Linked DNA regions of Danio rerio: region 1 is linked to region 2. The links are chromatin contacts, called in public Hi-C maps. All regions are on one chromosome and are shown on one strand. The core of a region is the stretch at or near the end of the contact, and the rest is flanking DNA. Distances in the headings are between cores, read along the strand shown. Region 1 holds the start of dync2i1 (dynein 2 intermediate chain 1). Region 2 overlaps esyt2b (extended synaptotagmin-like protein 2b).

What was found. A called contact is a pair of places that touch in the nucleus more often than the background predicts.
Region 1: a Hi-C map of hematopoietic stem cells shows a contact between it and region 2, with 2.2 times the contacts expected there. The contact joins the promoter of dync2i1 here to the enhancer-like site in region 2. A contact is called at or near these places in 3 of 18 Hi-C or Micro-C datasets (caudal fin, embryo and hematopoietic stem cells).

Annotation. Positions count from the first base shown.
Region 1 is chr7:40,485,456-40,489,508 of GRCz12tu, reverse strand. It overlaps dync2i1 (dynein 2 intermediate chain 1), which reads left to right and starts at 2,165. Exons shown (of 20, transcript XM_073908848.1): 1 at 2,165-2,277; 2 at 2,673-3,267; 3 at 3,364-3,419. The coding sequence starts at 2,263. The region is part of intron 1 of esyt2b (extended synaptotagmin-like protein 2b); the gene reads right to left.
Region 2 is chr7:40,449,673-40,453,354 of GRCz12tu, reverse strand. All of the region lies in intron 1 of esyt2b (extended synaptotagmin-like protein 2b), which reads right to left. si:ch73-174h16.5 reads left to right here. Exons shown (of 19, transcript XM_021477935.3): 8 at 13-68; 9 at 152-215; 10 at 891-1,046; 11 at 1,153-1,236; 12 at 1,479-1,634; 13 at 2,341-2,562. Among named protein-coding and RNA genes, the nearest start is that of si:ch73-174h16.5, 11 kb to the left of the region's middle. Within about 2 kb of position 2,409, at least 4 of the 62 cell types and tissues checked have an H3K27ac peak or open chromatin away from gene starts, as enhancers often do.

The DNA of each region.
Region 1 (4,053 bases), core at 916-3,415, 36 kb before region 2:
CAAGAAATTTTAGCATGCCAAAGTCAAATTTATGCATATAAAATATATTTTTTCAACAACAAAATTGTGGCTAGTGAAAATGAGCGAGTGACTATGCTGGAAAACTATTAGCCTCAGTGGCTGGTGATCAACAATGTTAATGTCAAGCCCTGAAACAATATATTTTAATTAAAGAAACATTTAAAATATTTTTGAGCAGTAGACATGTCAGGCTAAATAATTAAAATAAATCATTGACTTCTGCAGTCTTCATTATTTTCAAAAACACATTTTAAAAACTTGAAAAGGCATCTTCGCAGATCTTTCTTTTCTTTGGATATAAAGTAAGCAACTGCACTGTGCTGGTATATAGCATGCTTGGATGTTGGTTTATAAGCTAAATAAAACTAAATAAAATAAAAAAAAACTTTAAAATACAACAAAATCTTAAATGTATCATAGGAAAGGTATAACAAAAAATGATAGCGGTTTTACCTTGAGTTTTTTCAAACCGTGATAAACCTTGAAATCGGTTATTGTCGCATGCTTACAAAGTAACAGATAATGTCATTAAAAATATGAGATTAATTTCAAAAATAAATGTCAAATATTTTGTTGTTCTTATTTATATTCTAAAAATATTAAAACCACCAATCTAACAGTGATTGAAACCTTAGTTAAAGACCTTTATTAGATTCATACACATGACAAATGTAAATACAGACACAATACCCATAATATTTCTTTCAGTTTTTAAAACAATAACTTTAAGACACAACGTAAATTAAAAACACAACATCCAAAATGCTTGTACAAATCATTCAGCCCACGAATACTTTTTTTTGTAAACAGCCTTCCATAAATAACCAAACGAGATGATAATAAAGAACATTAAAGTCGGAATTATTAGCTTCCCTGAATTATTAGCCCCCCCTGAATTATTAGCCCCCTGTTTATTTTTCCCCCAATTTCTGTTTAAAGAAGAGCAATTTTTTAACACATTCCTAAACATAATAGTTTTAATAACTCATCTCTAAAAACGTATCTATTTTATCTTTGTCGTGATGACAGTAAATAATAGACTAGATATTTTTCAAGACACTTCTATACAGCTTAAAGAGACATTTAAAGTCTTAACTAGGTTAATTAGGTTATCAGGTTAATTAGGCAAGTTATTGTATAACAATGGTTTGTTCTGGAGACTACTAAAAATATATATATATATATATATATATATATATATATATATATATATATATATATATATATATATATATATATATATAGCTTAATAGGGGTAATTATTTTGACCTTAAAATCTTTTTAAAAAATGAAACTGCTTTTATTCAAGCCGAAATAAAACAAATAAGACTTTAGAAGAAAATTCCCTGCAAACATCATTTGGGAAATATTTAAAAAAGAAAAAACAATTCAAACGGGGGCTAATTCTGACTTCAACTGTATATATGCTTAGAACACAGACTTACATCTTGACTATTTTGACCAGATATGCCCAAAGAAGGGCTCGCGGGACAAAGTTGGCCCATATTGGTTTGGCCCACCATCCCACCTGAAAAGAGGGGGAGAATGATAGGGAGGTTATTGAGGATTTAAAAAAAAAGACAACTAAAATTAAAAGTTTCAATTAAATGTTGAAAATAAATCAGACTTTTAAAACGTAAATACTGTCAATTGACAACACTAACGAGCAAATCAAGGCAAATTTTAAGGCAGCTCGACTAGTGTAATCAGCATTGAACTCCATGTTATAAATGGGATTGTTTATGTTTTTACTGTAATGTTCATTATATAATGCTAACAATGATACTGCATCTTAAATTAATAAGTTTAAAGCAATGTTATTTCTAGTTATTTTTAAATCTTAGCAAATTATTAGAAAATTACCCATGGCAAATTTAATATACGGTTTGGTGTATTTAGCTTTGGCACACAGCCCTCAATCAAGTTTGGTTTTTTGGCCTTTTATAAAAAAAATAAGTTTGGCCGCCCCAGATCTTGACAAATAGGCAAAGACTGTAGTCATTTTATCAGTTCGATTTCTCGACTATTGTTAAAAATCGACTGCGTGTCCCATAGTAACGTTTGTATCAAACGACTGCTCTTTGCTCGATTTATTAGTCTGTTGTTACCAGCTAGTCATGTTGCCATAGTATCATTAAACTGCGCGTGCGCTGTAGCTGTGTAGCGGGATGGCGGAGGAAAAAGCTGTCAACACAAACTTACGATTGTTGGATAAATAAGAGAAAGTGGATCCCTGAAGTAATGCGCTCTGTGAAGGTATAGCAACTCTTAACCCGTATGATAGAAACTGGTGAATAGAGACTGTTTTATTGCTGATAGTTTAACGCTAAACAGTGCGATTAGCCACTCGTCGATAGCGAAATAAAACTGCTTCAGTTAAACCTGTTCATTACTGTCATCTCATAATGTGAACACTGAGTCAAGCAGTACTTAATTAGTTATATTATGTATCGTTAACGCAGCCACGAGCTTCATTCTTCACAGTTTTAACACATGTACTGTCCATTTCCCTCATAAGAAAATAACTAAAGAAGACACTTGGAGGTCTGATGATTTAAAAGTGCACATTCAGGTAATCTGCAGTTTGCTTGTGTGCAAGTAAAAGAGATAGCTTAAATGCACAACCTGTTAAAATGCTATTGTTTCACCAGGCACACAATGAGGAGAGCAGAAGAAGATCCAAGCGAGTAGAGGAGCACAGAAAACACAGGGATGGAGAATCAGAGGATCGCAGACACAGAGATCCTGACCGAGATCCAAGGAGAGAGAAAGAAAAGCGGAGAGAACGAGAGGGGAGTAAACACAGAGATCCAGAGAGGGACAGAAACCAGGATATCAAACGGGAAGATGTCAGGGAGGATAGACACAAAGAGAGAAGGAGAGAGCGGGAGAAAGCGAGACATGGGGATGGAGATGAAGATGAGAAAAGATATAATAGAGATGATAAGGAAAATGGTGAAAGACGGAGGGATAGAGAGAAAGACAGGAATGTGGACATGTACAATCAGGAGGACAAGGAAAGAGAAAGAGATAGAAGGAGGGCTGAGAGAGCTCGAAGGAAAGAGGAGAGAGGAGAAGGAGAAAAAGAGGAGAGGGAAAGAGACAAAGAAAGAGAACGAGAGAGAAGAGAAAGACACAGAGCAAGAGAAAGTGACCGGTATAGACTTGAATATGATGAAAAGCAAAGAGAAGGAGAAAGGCGAGAGAGACACAGCGACAAAGAACACTCTGGGCACAAAGAAAGAGGTTTGGTTATAGCAGTTTATAAATAGTGATTTTTTTTTATTTCATTTAATTTTTTTCTGAGAGTGTGTAATGTATATAAGATCTCTTTTGTTTCAGAACACAGAAGGGATAGAGAAGATAAAGAGAGGAGGAGAAGAGATAAAGAAAGTCATGTAAGTCAAATCAAAGGTATTGCACTTACACTTACCGGCCACTTTATTAGGTGCACCTGTCCAACTGTCACATGGCAGCAACTCACTTCAGCAACGCATTTAGGCATATAGACATGGTCAAGACGATCTGCTGCAGTTCAAACCGAGCATCAGAATGGGGAAGAAAGGTGATTTAAGTGAGTTAGAATGTAGCATGGTTGTTGGTGCCAGACCGGCTGGTCTGAGTATTTCAGAAACTGCTGATCTGCTGGGAATTTTACGCACAACCATCTCCATGGTTTACAGAGAATCATCAGAAAAAGAGAAAATATTCAGTGAGCGGCAGTTCTGTGGACGCATATGCCTTGTTGATGCCAGAGGAGAATGGCCAGACTGGTTACAGCTGATAGAAAGACAACAGTAACTCAAATAACCACTCTTTACAACCGAGGTATGTAGAAGGGCATCTCTGAACACACAACACTTCAAATTTTGAGGTGGATGGGCTACAGGAGCAGAAGACCACTCTTGTCAGCTAAGAACAGGAAACTGAGACTACAGTTCGCACAGGCTCACCAAAATTGGACAATAGAAGATTGGAAAAATATTGCCTGTTCTGATGAGTCTTGGTTTCTACTGCGATATTTGGAAGGTC
Region 2 (3,682 bases), core at 1,160-3,659:
TCACCCACTGAGAAATGTGATCCAGACACTGAATTGCCCAAATCTTGGAACACTAGCCTCAAATCCAGGTAAAGCTCAACTCAAATGCAGTATTTACACACATATATAGATACACATCCAATTTTTTTTCTTTGTATTAAACACCTAACAGAATGGAGAGTTGCTGTTTTATTCGAAAGGATGGTCCTAAATCGCTTGATTATACTAAAGATCCAGTAAGTATCAAATATATGTAATAATGTGTGCACTAGTATGCATGTTTTCAGATTACAGGTCACTCACCCTTCTGTACATCATAAAAACATTGAGCTGTCCTATAAATAAAACTGTTAAAGTAGTAAATCTTTATTACAAACATGAAAGTTATGGGTATTTTTAAGGTTATAAAAAAATATTAACATTTCGTCACCTTATTAAAAGGTTCTATCTGACATTTTTGTCAAAATTGAGGTATTGGCATATTCTTATTAATTGACAACTATTTTTAAGTTTACGTTATGGGATATTTTTAATAAGTTGTTTACATTTTAAGACTTTTTTATTTAAAAAAAACAAATGTTACACACATACTGTTTGCTATGGAATGCAAAAACTTTGAAGCTCAATATCTCAAAATCATTCAGAACGCATATAGAACCTTTTAATTCCGAGGTGATGTTTTGTTTTTATGGCTTTGGTAATCATTATACCAGCAAAGAAATACCAGTCATTTTTGACTTTGTGTGGACATATTTTGGTCCTAAATTATTAAAATTTATTTGTATAAATTAAAAGAAAAAACGTTTATGTTAAGGGTTAATTATAGGATATACAGTGTGTACAGTATAAAATACATTATGCATATGCAATTTCCCCATAAAACCTGAAATAATCCAAATGTTTGATTAAAGGACTTTGGAGTTTTCATGGCAAGACATAAAGATCTGGAATCCCTACGAAAAGGAGAGATTGAGTGCAGAACTAAAAAAATAGCCACTGTACAAACCAAACAAGAGGCCTTTAGTAATTACCTGAGTAAAATTTACAGACAACCCCTTGATATAAGAGTAAGTTCATGACTACAGTTCAACTTTTATTTTCTGTTTAATTTATCAAAAATGTGATATGTTTGTGAAATTATTATGATATTAAGACTCTGTATGATTCTACTAGATTCCAGAGGATATGTTTGAGATATGTTCTTTACTGTTTCCACCTAAACATCCTGAGCTGCCTCCCCTGCCTCCAAAAAGACAGGTTTGAGAATGTGTATAGAATACATTTGCTTCATTTTAAAATGATGTTACATATATATAAACCAAATGTTTTTTATATTTACCATTAGAGTAAATTTAAATATATATATTATATTATATATTATAAATGTCAAAAAAAACTTTATTTGTTTTTTAACGACTTAAATTTTTGCTTTTGTGGAAATGCGCAGTGTTTGATGGAATTGTCTTTTTTTTTTCTTTTTTTTTGCCTGTCATGAGCAGAGCGATCTAGATGAAGTGCAACTCCTGCATAACGGAGAGGAGGAGAGGAAGGAGGGGGGAGAGTCTAAAATGCACCCTCCACCGATTCTAAAAACACAATCCATACAGAAGAGCCCTTTCCCCCCTCGACTGATGGAAGAAAAACACATATTTCCTGTTAGGATATTGTTGTGTTTTTTTTAATCCTAAATCTAGTCTCATGCATTTGATTAAAGTTACATATATGAGTAAAATAATATATCTCATATAGGGTGCATTTGTACTCCCCCCTGTTGGTGCACAAATTATGCAATTAAGCATGATTGTTTTTAACCCTTTATTGGGCAAGTAATCGTATATGCTAACTTCATTGACATTTATTTAAAATATGACTTTTTTTTCTTGTAAGTCTTGTAATAACCCTTACTAACACTCCAGGCTTTACTGATCTGTATTTCAACGAGTGCCCTATAAAGGGTTAAAAAAGAAGAGTCCTGTTATCAGTTATGGGTAAAAACACTTCCATTATGCTTTAACATCAGTAACCTGACACTGTAGTGACTTTTTGTATGTTGATGGTTGCCCCTGACTGTGTTTTGTAAAGGTGTGGGTAATAGTGTGTGATGTTAAAATCACTTCTCACACAAAGGCAACTTTAAAAACACACTGCTTTCTGTTGGTCAAAGTAATTAATTGACTTATTCACATATATATGTGGAACTTTTTTGTATTCATTGAAAACTTTTGAGCAATTTCTAACTTGATTTTGCATTTTGCCAAGCAATGGTAAATGCAACTACACTTCAAGGAAGAAAATCTAATGATGTCACCTAACCATTTCATTTCTTCCTCTAAATGCTCTCTCATGTTCATTTCTTCACAGCCTCCAAAGCCCCCTTCCCCAATAAAACCTTCTACACCCCGTCAGACTCCACCCCCCAAACCTTCACCACCTCCCCCTCCTATACCCACCCCTATCCCACCTCCGTCTCCACCTAAACAACCCACTCCCCCGCCCCCTCCACCCCCATCTTCAAATATTCCAGAGTTCCTCCTGCAGTTTGTGGATGAGCCATGGTTTCAGAAGATGTTTCCTAATCTGAGTGTAAGACCAATACAAACACCACAACCCAGCAAAAAAAGCCACCTACAAATGAGAAATTATAAGCATCTGTTTGCATTCTGAGGGAATTGGAGATACTGCGCTTTAAGGTTTTGGGGATCAAGTTTTCTAAATAAAACAAAGCATAACATGCAAATTTGGGGTGGCGCAGTGGGAAGTGCTGTCACCACACAGCAAAAACGTCACTGGTTCGAGCCTCGGCTGGGTTAGTTGGCATTTCTATTCGGAGTGTGCATTTTCTCCTCATGTTGGCATGGGTTTCCTTTGGGTGCTCCTGTTCCCCCCAAAGACATGTGCTATAGGTGAATTGGGTAAGGTAAATTGTCTGTAGTGTATGGGTGTTTCCCAGTGATGGGTTGCAGCTGGAAGGGTATCCGCTGTGTAAAATATGTGCTGGATAAGTTGGCAGTTCATTCCGCTGTAGCAACCCCAGATTAATAAAGGAACTAAGCCGAAAAGAAAATGAATGAATCAATTTTTTTTTTTATCACAGAATATATATAAAGTCCTGTGAAAAGGTTTAAACATCATATCAACTTACAGTTTTTCCAAATCTTTGGCAGGTAAAACTTTTTTTTAAATAAGCCTCAGATAAACAACAACATTTAGCATTAACAAAAAGAATAATAAGTCAAGCACTACTTATCAAATGCCTTAACAGACCATTAGCAGTTTTAGCAGTTTATTGATCTGAAGTCTTCAAGTGTGTATTAACAATGCCCATCCCGCAGTAAAAGCTGAGCCAAATTGGGTCATAAAACAATGATCCCAAGCACAGCAACAAATCTTCAAAGGAACAGCTGAAAAAAACAATAATAATTACGGTGTTCAATAGTCCAGTCAAAGTCCAGATCTTCGATAAGAGCAGTACAAAAAACTCAAGCAAGCCAGTGGTGAGACACAAACCTACCAATCGACCAAAGTGAAGGCAAAAACCTTGACAGAAACCAGGCTCAGTTGGCACGACCATTTCTCCTCTGGCCAAACTTCTTGTGCAGAGCTGCAGTCTAGGTGTTTGAGGCTGGAGATCGCTGGACATCCATTGTGAAGAAACAGCAGGTGCGAGTTGGTCATCGGCGGGTGTTCATGTTGGTCCACGAGA